Linked DNA regions of Mus musculus: all the other regions are linked to region 2. A link is a contact called in public Hi-C data. All regions are on one chromosome and are shown on one strand. The core of a region is the stretch at or near the end of the contact, and the rest is flanking DNA. Distances in the headings are between cores, read along the strand shown. Region 1 has its middle 39 kb from the start of Gm24434. Region 2 has its middle 65 kb from the start of Gm40399. Region 3 has its middle 110 kb from the start of Gm24434.

Region 1 (3,417 bases), core at 394-2,893, 230 kb before region 2:
CTGCTATAATATATGATGTATTTAACTAATGACCATATGGCTTGTTGCCATCTTGGCTTGTGACCTCATCAGGATAGACACATGACACATGACTTTATCATCACCTTGCTCTTAAGGTGATCTTATGGTCTCCCTTTACTTACCATTATATTCCCTTTTTTAAACTAAGGAGGCAAAACCAGGCTTCCAAGATGGTTTCTCTTAAGAGTGGGTATTACAAAACAAAACAAAACTGTGGCATTTTTTGCTATCTTAGTTAAGCATTAGCTACTAAAAGAAATTGAGTCATAAAAAATAGCCAGGCCCTGTATTCTTACCTTGAAGCCTACAATGAGTATGCAGGCTTTGATAATTATACTTGTAGATGTTTTCTAAGAAAATCTAAAAGTCAATGTTTGCTATAGCTCATTTAATTTAGTTATCTTGCTTTACAAATTATGCCTCTAAAGACTCAATTGATTTTTAAATATACTGATGTTAAGAAATATGCATGCTGGGGTCAGTGTATGATGACCTGGAGACAAAAGGAGTAAAGAGTTGGCCTTCTCCTTCTATGTTAATTCCATCCCTATTACATGTAAATCGTTTGTTACAGATTTATCATGACTGACTGCTTTCATCTTTTATCTGTGGGTTGAATGTATGGAATGAAAATGTAAAAAATTTTTTAAAAGGTTCCATCAATAAGGCTAATTTTAGAAAATTTTATAAAGTGAATCATTTGCACTTGACAAAGCAATCAGTCTTTGAAAGCATACTTTTAAATTAGAAAGGGAAAATCATTTCTTTTCAGGAAAAATAATTATCTCTTTCTGTGGTCTTATATTTACTACATAATCTTGGAATATATATATATATATATATATATATATGTATATATATATATATATATTGATGGTAACAAAATACGTATTAAGAGATGTTTTCAAACACTAGATACAGACATTTAAAGTAATAATCTCCATTTAAATTTTTACCTTACAAATTTTTTCTAATCAATAATTGTATTTTACTTGAAATTCATTCAGTAATTGCTGATATTGCTAATACTTTAAACAAATATGTAATGTTCATATGGTGGTGGTTTGAATAGGAATGGCTCCCATAATTGAAGTATTTGGATGCTTGGTCAATAGGGAGTGGTATTATTAGGGGGTGTGGTCTTGTAGGATTTGATGTGGCCTTGTAGGAGGAAATGTGTCACTGTGGGGTGGGTTTTGTGCTCTAAAAATCTCAAGACCAGGCTTAATAGCTCAGTTACTTCCTATTGCCTTCAGATCCAGATGTAGAATTCAGCTACCTCTCCAGCACCATGTCTACCTACATGCCACTTTGCTTCCCACCATAATGATAACGGTCTAAACCTCTGAAACTGTAAGCTAGCCCCAATGAAATGCTTTCTTTGAAAAGAGTTTCTGTGGTCACTGCGTCTCTTTATAGAAATAGAAACCCTAACAAAGACACTCTGTGAAAGGAGGGAATATCACTTAGACACTTTCTGATCCAAGTCATGCATTGGATGATGATTTTAATTGACCGCTTTTAAAATCTTCCAGGTATTTGTTCCTTATGCAGGAGACTAATGTCACAAACAACTAATTACAATTACTGTGTCCTTCTACAAGACACTTGGACAAGCCAGTTGCGTGCTTGCACTTAACTCTTGTTAATCCTGATGTAAAAGTTATCCTCGTATAACTTTGCTACTTAATGCTCCCAAGGAAAGAAGTTGTACAGTTTATTGCCTCCTGACTTATGATCTAGGTCTTTAACAACTGTTAAGTTTTATCATGGCCCCTTAGAGGCCCTTTTATGAAGAACTCTAACTGCCACTTCCTTTATCGCTTATCAGTCAGCTATGAAGCTGTTGCCAAGAGATCAACACTCCCAAACGCCTGAAAGCACTTTGGCTGATCTCTAAAGGGGACTAATGGGCCATGGGCCATCCATCATCCCTCTTCTTGCCATACTGGACTTCATTTTAGGGACTCAAAAAAAACGAAAACAGCTAGACTGAAGCTATCTTTACATCAATTAACCCATCTCTCTTGTCAGCTCTGATCTGCTTAACATCCTTCAGGACCAGCTGGACTCAATGACTGCTGCAGTGCTCGAAAATTAAAACAGGACTAGACCAGACTGCTGCTAAGGATAGATTTGTGTCCTCCTCAAACAATGTTGCTTCTATGCCTGCAAATGATAATAGATTTGAAATGAGCCATAAAGACTAAGGTTTCTGCATACTCGGGCTCCTCCATTTGATCTCTCTTTCTTTCTTATTATGCTCATACTTATGTTTTTGCCTTCTCTTTCCAATATTTTATTTATTGAACTTCACCCTACACCCACACAAAGTATTCCACTAAAGCTCTTCCAATAGTTTTCACCACACAATAGCTCCATTTGTTCTCAATACAACTGCAAAAAGACCTTTTAAATACAGTGGAGAAACTATAGCTAAAAGGGACCTTCATCACCTTCACCCAGGGCCAATACAATTCTTTATATTAGTCCTCTGTTTCCCTATTTTTCTATAGAACACATGGACAAGCCAGTTTTGCAGTTACATTTAATTCATGTGACTCTTGATGTAAAAATTTTCCTTATGGTTGCTCACAGTCATCCCTTACACAGAGCACAGGGTCCTCAATGAAGGAGCTAGAGAAAGTACCCTAGGAGTTTAAGGGTCTTGCAGCCCCATAGGAAGAACAACAATATGAAGTGACCAGCATCTCCAGAGCTCCCAGGAACTAAGCCACCAACCAAAGAAAACACATACTGGGACTCATGGCTTTAGCTGCGTAAGTAGCAGAGGACTGCCTAGTTGGTCATCAATGGGAGGAGAAGCTCTTGGTCCTGTGAAAGTTCCATGTCCTAGTATAGGTTAATGCTAGGGCCAGGAAGCAGGTATGGGTGGGTTGTTGAGCATGGGGAGGTGGGAGTGGATAGAGGGTTTTGGAGGGGAAAGCTGGAAAAGGGATAACATTTGAAATGTAAATAAAGAAAATATCCAATAAAAAAGAAAGAAATGAAGCATATAATTGAGGTGGTAAGTCCTAGGGCCGTCAGTGGTAAGCTTCTGCAAAGTATAATTCCAGAGGCTGCTGCTCACTTTTGTCATAGCCCCTTTGAGGCCGTCTTTTTAAATTTATTCTTTAATCTCTTTTTACAGTCCAGACTTTATCCCCCTCCAGGTCCACCCTCACTGTCCCACATCCCACTCCTCCTCCCCACACCTCCTCCTGTCTCCACAAGGATATCCCCCTCAACCACACCACCAGACCTCCCCACTCCCTGGGGCCCCAGGTCTCTCAAGGGTTAGGTGCATCTTCTCTGACTGAGTCTAGACACAGCAGTTCTCTGCTGTATATGTTCCAGGGGCCACATATCAGCTGGTGTATGCTCACTGGTTGGTTG
Region 2 (3,536 bases), core at 895-3,394:
CTAAGAAGACTTGCTTGAAACACACAGCTACCCTGTCCCCCTTCTGGAATTCCCCATTCAGAAGCTTGAAAAAAGGAATTCGTGAAATCTGTGGTTATAGTGAAATGCCTGTCAGAAAACATTGAAGAATATTTATGTGTTGGGAATAGCTGTGTGTATGTATAGGATGTTTATCATGTGTGTGTGCACATTTACAGGTGTGTGAACATGTGTTCATAGGTCAAAAATCCACAATGGGTGTCTTCTTCAATCACTCTTCACCTTATTTTTGATCCAGGGTCTCTCACTGAACCTGGAGTGTTGGGAAACCCTGCTATTAGGGTCGTAGTCTACCATAACCACACAGCTAGCTCCCTGGGCTTGGCACAAAATGGAAGAGTCCCATAGCCGGGCGTGGTTGCCCACGCCTTTAATCCCAGCACTTGGGAGGAGGCAGAGGCAGGTGAATTTCTGAGTTCAAGGTCAGCCTGGTCTACAGAGTGAGCCCCAGGATAGCCAAGGCTACACAGAGAAACCCTGTCTCGAAAAAAAAAAAAAAAAAAAAAAAAAGAGGAAGAGTCCCTTTTCCAGTGGGGCTTCCTCTTCTATGCCTGATCTTATCTGGGGAACCTTACCTGATCCCCAGCATCCTCTACCTGAGAAATGTCACATAGACTTTGGCAAAATTACATGTTCAAACTTCCTTTCTCCCTGTAAGAACCTGCCCAGCAAGTACATGGAATGCCTCTCCATGCAAATGAGGCATTCCCGGTACCTTAATTCCCAGCCAAAGTACATTCACCTGAAAAGCTCCTTCCTACTCCCCAAGGTATGCCCTTGCATACATATTCAAATACATATACACATATAATTAGGAGGTACAAGCTCTTTCACTGAATATTGCCTAGAAGATCTATAACACTGAAATCCTTGGAGAGCCCATCCCTGGCCAGGCCCCTCACAGATGGACTGAGGTCCTGCTGATTCACTTGTTCCAGCCTCCACTTCATTCTTGCCCTCCCACTGAAGATCGGTGCCTAGGCTAAGGGCTAAGGGAGGAAGTAGAACTCAGAACCACACAGAACTCTTCAATTCAGACCCCGTAAGGCTAGATTCAATAAACCAATGAGCTTGAGGAGCCTCTTACCGACACCTCCCCAGACCTGAGATCACAAGCACGAACTACTGCATTCGGTATTTTGGGTGGATTTCTGGGGACCAAGATCAGGATCATAGTCTTGAGTGATGAACATTTTACCTACTGAGCCGTTTCCGCAGCCTCTGGAAGACATTTCTTCAGTGAAATCCTGACAAGCGCTGACAAGCCTTCCAGACAGCTTCTTCTTTGAGGTCATATCTGATTTATTGCAGGTCCACCCTGATTTACTTCAGGCTCTGAGTAGCTGCACATGTTAAAAATCACAGATGAAACAGATAGGAGATAACTTTAGCTAGTTTGAGTATCCTTAAGTCCTGTATGATAGCTTAACATGCAAATGCTTTGCATCTTAATCATTATAATTATCTATCTAAAGAGACATTTTCTTGATTATTGTCCCTGCAAATTTTTCAGGTAATTAGTATGAGAAAACAATTTTCATTTATCACAGTTACTTCCCAGTGAGTCATGAACTCTAGCCAATTAGAGATGTGTTTCATTTGGGTGAATGGATGTCAATTAAGCAGCACAAGCCGATATTTAGGATCAGAATACCCAATTAGAAACCATGATGCAAAACAAAACCAGTCAATGGACACTATAATAGCTCATTGTAAAGAAGTTTGCAGCATAATTAGATTATTATCTGCTCTACCAGAGACAGATGCTGAAAGCTACATCTCTCATTAGCACAACTGAAGTTTCGTACCACTATGCTTAATCAAAAGCCAGTTTCAGGGAGCATTTTACTGAAAATATGTTATTTATTAACTCAACAAATCATGCCATTCGAGAGATATATAAAGAACCTAAGCTGTGTGCCCCCTGTGTGCTTTGACCTGAATCACATGGTGACAGACAGTCAGGAAGTGGGAGCTAGGGAAAGTTCTGTTACCAGGAGTTCCAGTTAATCCCCAAATGAGATCAGCTAGCACTAGTTCAGTAAGCACCAGGAAGGTGGTGACCAAGATGCTGTCTGTGTGGCCAGGAAGGTGGTGACAGTGATTGTGGTTGTGTAGCTAGGAAGGTGGTAGCTGAGATCTTGTCTGTGTGGCCAGGAAGGTAGTAGCTGAGATCATGTCTGTGTGGCCAGGAAGGTTGTAACTATGATCATTTCTATGTGGCTCACTCCTCCATTCCTGGTGTCAAACATGAGATATGCCATACTGAAAGTATTTAATAAAATAGACCAAATGTAGAGAAAAAGAAAACCTCATGCTGTCCCCCACTGTCCTAATAAAGAAATTCATTCTTCTTCCCCAAGAGTGAGAGTCTGATACACAAGGAAGCCAAAAACAACTCAGAGAACAAAGAGGCAAGATATTAGTGGTGATGGAGACTCATTCCCAAGCTTAGAGACTGGGAAATGCAAATTTCATTTGTACTGAATTCTAGTAAAATAAATAAATAAATAACATTGACAATTATTACTTTAAAAGTTTCCTTTTTAAATTTTGTTCATAAATATGATTTTTTCACTAATATCATATGTTTCTCTTCCCCTCTCACCTCCAACATTAGTACACTTTAGATTCAATGTTCATAAAACAAATGCTCTTATGCTAGACTAAGGATGCAGTAGCAATGCCATTTACAATTAACCTCTGTAGATGAACCCCAGGTCCAGTTTTCCATGTCACAAGAGTAATTTAGTAATTCGTACAAAATTATTATGATCATTAGTAAGGAGTCTGCATCATTAGTTATTTTAAAAACTAGAAATGTTTTAAATAATAGATAAAATAAGGTTTTTTAATTAAATTAAATAAAATAAAGTATTCAGGTAGTCTGGTGTCTATTTGGGTTACTATCACAAAATTCAATGACTCTAGTAGTTTATAAATCTACAATCAATTTCTCTGAGTTCTGGAGATTAGAAGCACAAGAATAAGACACCAGAAGCTCTCATGTTTGATGAGGGCTCTATGCCTGGTTTACACTTGGCATCCTTTGGCTGTAGTATCAAGCAGACACAGGGTAACAAGTCCCTTGGGACTCTACTATAAAAGCACCTATATCTTGGCTTTCCTGACCAAATCATTTACCAAAAGCCAGCCTCAAACAGCATCATCTTCCGATGTTTTGATGAAGTGAAAAAAAAAAATTGAACTGAGGGTGTAGATTACATTCTCCACAGGAATGACTCCCTTGGTTTAATCCTCAGCAGCAGATATACACATATGTACATGTGTACATTCATACAATATGTACATATACATGCACATACATTCATACATGGACATACATACATCTACATTTACCCATGCTTACCAAAAGTTAATTCAATAAATTATAACACAGAACATTACTTGTCACTATTTTTATTACATGGTTTGCAGTGCTGGTGAAATAAATATGGTATGCCTTGCTAACTAGCCTATTGATCTGAAACTGCTTT
Region 3 (3,357 bases), core at 740-3,239, 150 kb before region 2:
CATAATGAGGAAATGAATGATTGCTTTGGTACTTTTCCCAAAATTCATCTTGGCAAAGAGATTTTTCACACCCCAAATCTTCACATCTGCAATTGCAAAATAACTAATTCGTTGCCAAGCCATTGTGCACATTCCAGGACCCCAGCCAAGATTTAATACTGGCATCATTAAGTAAAAACTATAGTAATGGTAAATACTGTACTTCCTTGCTTCATTTTGCCAATCGTTGATGTCACTAGTACCCTGTTCTTTAGGAAACTTAATTAAATTCTTTCATTCAGATAATCAACATTTGTGCTTCCAACCACTCTTTAAATAGAGTCCTTCTTTGTCTGGCAGCTGTGAGAACTTTGTAGCCCATCCTCTCACAGAAACAAATAGAGGAAAATAACAAAGTTCATTTAACACGCAGATAATGGAATCCTGTTTGTGAAATACCACCAATTGGCAGGGTGCAGTCCTGATCATAAAGCTTAATCCCCACATTGATTCGGGGCATGTGGGTGTCTGTCAGTGGCCTTGGTAAAGATGAGCTGACTGCTTCAGTGCCCACATCAGAATCATTTTCTTGTCCAGAGAGAGGATAGAGATCTTGCTAAACATACAGCTCTAAAATATCACCAAGCTATACATTTTAAATCATGGCTAATATATTATTTGCCTTTGCAAACAGTTGTTTATTCACTTTAGAGATTTTAGTAAAAAGATGTTAAACATGAATGTGTGTATGGGTTGTGTGGGTGTGTGTTTGTGTGTGTGTGTGTGTGTGTGTGTGTGTGTGTGTGTGTGTAGCATGCCATCACAGAAAAGATGCTTTTCAATTTGGTTGTTCAGACCATCCCTAGTATTCAATAAAACAATTGCATAAATTTAGCAAAAAAACAGCTATTTCCTTGCTCTCTCACTCTCCTACCTTCTTCTAAATACATGTTTACATATATGTACAGTTATATGCATTCATACATACATATGCATACACATATATATACACACGCATTCTCACACACATACACACAGATTTACACATATGCATACACATAGATACACACACATGTGCACACACACACTTACACACACATATGTATTCTTTTCAAGCCACAATGTTTATAACTGGTCTTAGGTTGTTACAGATATATTATTTATCTCCTGCTCACCCTGAATAATGCTGATATAAAAGTATTTTTAGAGACTTTTCATGTCATCTTGACTTTTCAAAATATTTATAAATATTTAAAATGTTTGAGTGGATATTGACCTTTGACCATAGAGTACCTTGTCTATTAAAATATGCTTTATTATTCTGTCACCTTATATATGAGCCCTCAAACCCAAATGCCAAGCATCAGAAAACATGTACTTATAAAATCTGCTCTCATAATCTACTGAATAGACCACTGGACTACAGGCAGCAAGATAATATCATGAAGTCAGACAGGCTGCTTGATATGCCTTGTGTTTTAGACAGAATAACTCTTTCACATGGACAACACACTAAAAATACTGGATAGCTGACATATACAGCTAACTCAACAAGATCCATGCATAATAATGTTAGAAAACCCATACCCTTCAAATACTCTTTTTATTTCTGTAGGAATATTTTTATTAGCTTACTCTAAATTAGCTACAGCTCCCACATTTTTGTTTTACCCTTTCACAGTCTCTTATGTTGGCAGAAGTCCCTTCTAACATCGGTCCAAATCTCTTTTCTATCTAGTGTTTGACTTCCCTTGCTGGCCTCCCGCAAGTCAAATAAAGGGCCACCGGCCATTTAATTATCCTACAAACATACTCTCAGTACCAAACATGTTTGCCATTCTCTAAGAGAAGGAAAATCTATTCTTCTAAATATAAAAAGATAACAAAATAACCATATACAGCAAGTATGCATTGACTAAATGTACTTGACAGTCTAGTCAGGTACACAAAGCCACAGAGCCATAAATCTCTAACCTCCTGGATGCAGAACTCCACACGGTGCTCTAGTTAATTAGAGTTCAGCATAGATATTTCTCTAGATCAAATCAGCAGTCATGCAAAGTGTCTTGTTCCGAGAGAACAAACCCACTGGGAATGAATAGAGAAATACTCTTATCGAGCAGTAGAACACACAGTGTTTTTATTTCTTAATGGAGTTTCTATTTCTGCACTGGAAGTCTGCAGTTCTGTGCTCCTCATCACGAGTGCCATTACTGAAAATGAAACTGCTCACTCTTATTTGAAGCTTTACCACAGCTCCCTCCCCACGTGCTTGTTTCTAAAAAGATAACCAAAGCTGCATACAGTGTGCCTAAGGACAATGTGTGGTCCTCACATTAGCATCCCTTTCCTAAGATAGGCACCGCAGCCACTCAGCCTATGTATTTTTACCTAGGCTTAGACTTTTAGCTCCCTGAGGATTTATGCAGCCCTCATGCAATGAATCTCAACAGACTCGAACAGATTGGGCATTGTAAGTAGGGCATAATACCATTTGTTACGAAGGGACCAGGCATATGTGATACTTTAGTCACAGAGCAGACAGGTCACTTTCTCACAATAAAGACTTGAAAATGAGAGGCCTTCCCATCTGTACAGAGGCATGGTGAGTCCTCTGCATCAGCCTTATCATCTTGTCAACATCGTATGTGCAAGTGAGAGTCTCAGTGTATTGCCTCAAGTCATGAGCAAGGCCAAAACAGGATCACTTTAGATAAATTAAAGCAATTCAAGGACAGCAAACTCTACCTGTTGGGTTAGAGTTACAAGCCACAATCATTTGACACCTTTTCTCCTACATGTTTCGTCACTAAGTAGAAAGGGAAAGATGGCTAAAGATACAAAATCTTCAAAGAAGCTTTATTTTCTGGCCACCAGGCCAAGGCACATTAAGGCACTGGAAGAAATGCAAAGTTGCACAGTAACTCTGAGTTTTTCTATCTACAGCGGAATTGGATATAGTTAGTGTTAGTCAAACAAATGCTATTTCCTATCCTCATGTGGGCAAGTCCATTTAGCACAGTAACAAAAGCTGGAAGAAGCAGAGGAGCCAGGAATGCTCACTCACTGCTGGTGAGAAAGTTAACTGGTGCAATCGAGTGGACTCCCCCTCTATGTCTGTGGCACATGAGTCTGTACATGGCCATACATAAGTGGCAGACTACAGACTCAGCATCATCCCTTCACTTCCATCTGCAACAATTGAAGCCCCTGCTTCCGGGCTTCACTCATAGGAAAATATTATATTAAACACGAGATGTATTTGACCAGAACTCACTCTCTCATACTTCTGCCAGTGGGAAGATAACCCACTCCCGGGAGTGACACATGCAGAGAGGGTTACCACACAGGGGAACGAAGCCCACTATAAACCTTCAC

The links. A called contact is a pair of places that touch in the nucleus more often than the background predicts.
Region 1: a Hi-C map of the N1E-115 cell line shows a contact between it and region 2, with 4 times the contacts expected there. The contact joins two enhancer-like sites. A contact is called at or near these places in 6 of 484 Hi-C or Micro-C datasets (the N1E-115 cell line, cerebral cortex, embryonic fibroblasts and 2 more), 3 of 115 datasets of contacts at active chromatin or transcription factors (embryonic stem cells and large pre-B cells) and 1 of 9 other capture datasets (embryonic stem cells).
Region 3: a Hi-C map of the N1E-115 cell line shows a contact between it and region 2, with 2.8 times the contacts expected there. The contact joins two enhancer-like sites. A contact is called at or near these places in 6 of 484 Hi-C or Micro-C datasets (the N1E-115 cell line, cerebral cortex, cortical neurons and 1 more) and 3 of 115 datasets of contacts at active chromatin or transcription factors (embryonic stem cells and large pre-B cells).

Annotation. Positions count from the first base shown.
Region 1 is chr12:39,658,753-39,662,169 of GRCm38.p6, forward strand. No RefSeq gene overlaps it. Among named protein-coding and RNA genes, the nearest start is that of Gm24434, 39 kb to the left of the region's middle. Within about 2 kb of position 1,644, at least 2 of the 459 cell types and tissues checked have an H3K27ac peak or open chromatin away from gene starts, as enhancers often do. A contact at or near this core is called in the N1E-115 cell line, where this site is marked.
Region 2 is chr12:39,883,832-39,887,367 of GRCm38.p6, forward strand. No RefSeq gene overlaps it. Among named protein-coding and RNA genes, the nearest start is that of Gm40399, 65 kb to the right of the region's middle. Within about 2 kb of position 2,145, at least 10 of the 459 cell types and tissues checked have an H3K27ac peak or open chromatin away from gene starts, as enhancers often do. A contact at or near this core is called in the N1E-115 cell line, where this site is marked.
Region 3 is chr12:39,734,197-39,737,553 of GRCm38.p6, forward strand. No RefSeq gene overlaps it. Among named protein-coding and RNA genes, the nearest start is that of Gm24434, 110 kb to the left of the region's middle. Within about 2 kb of position 1,990, at least 27 of the 459 cell types and tissues checked have an H3K27ac peak or open chromatin away from gene starts, as enhancers often do. A contact at or near this core is called in the N1E-115 cell line, where this site is marked.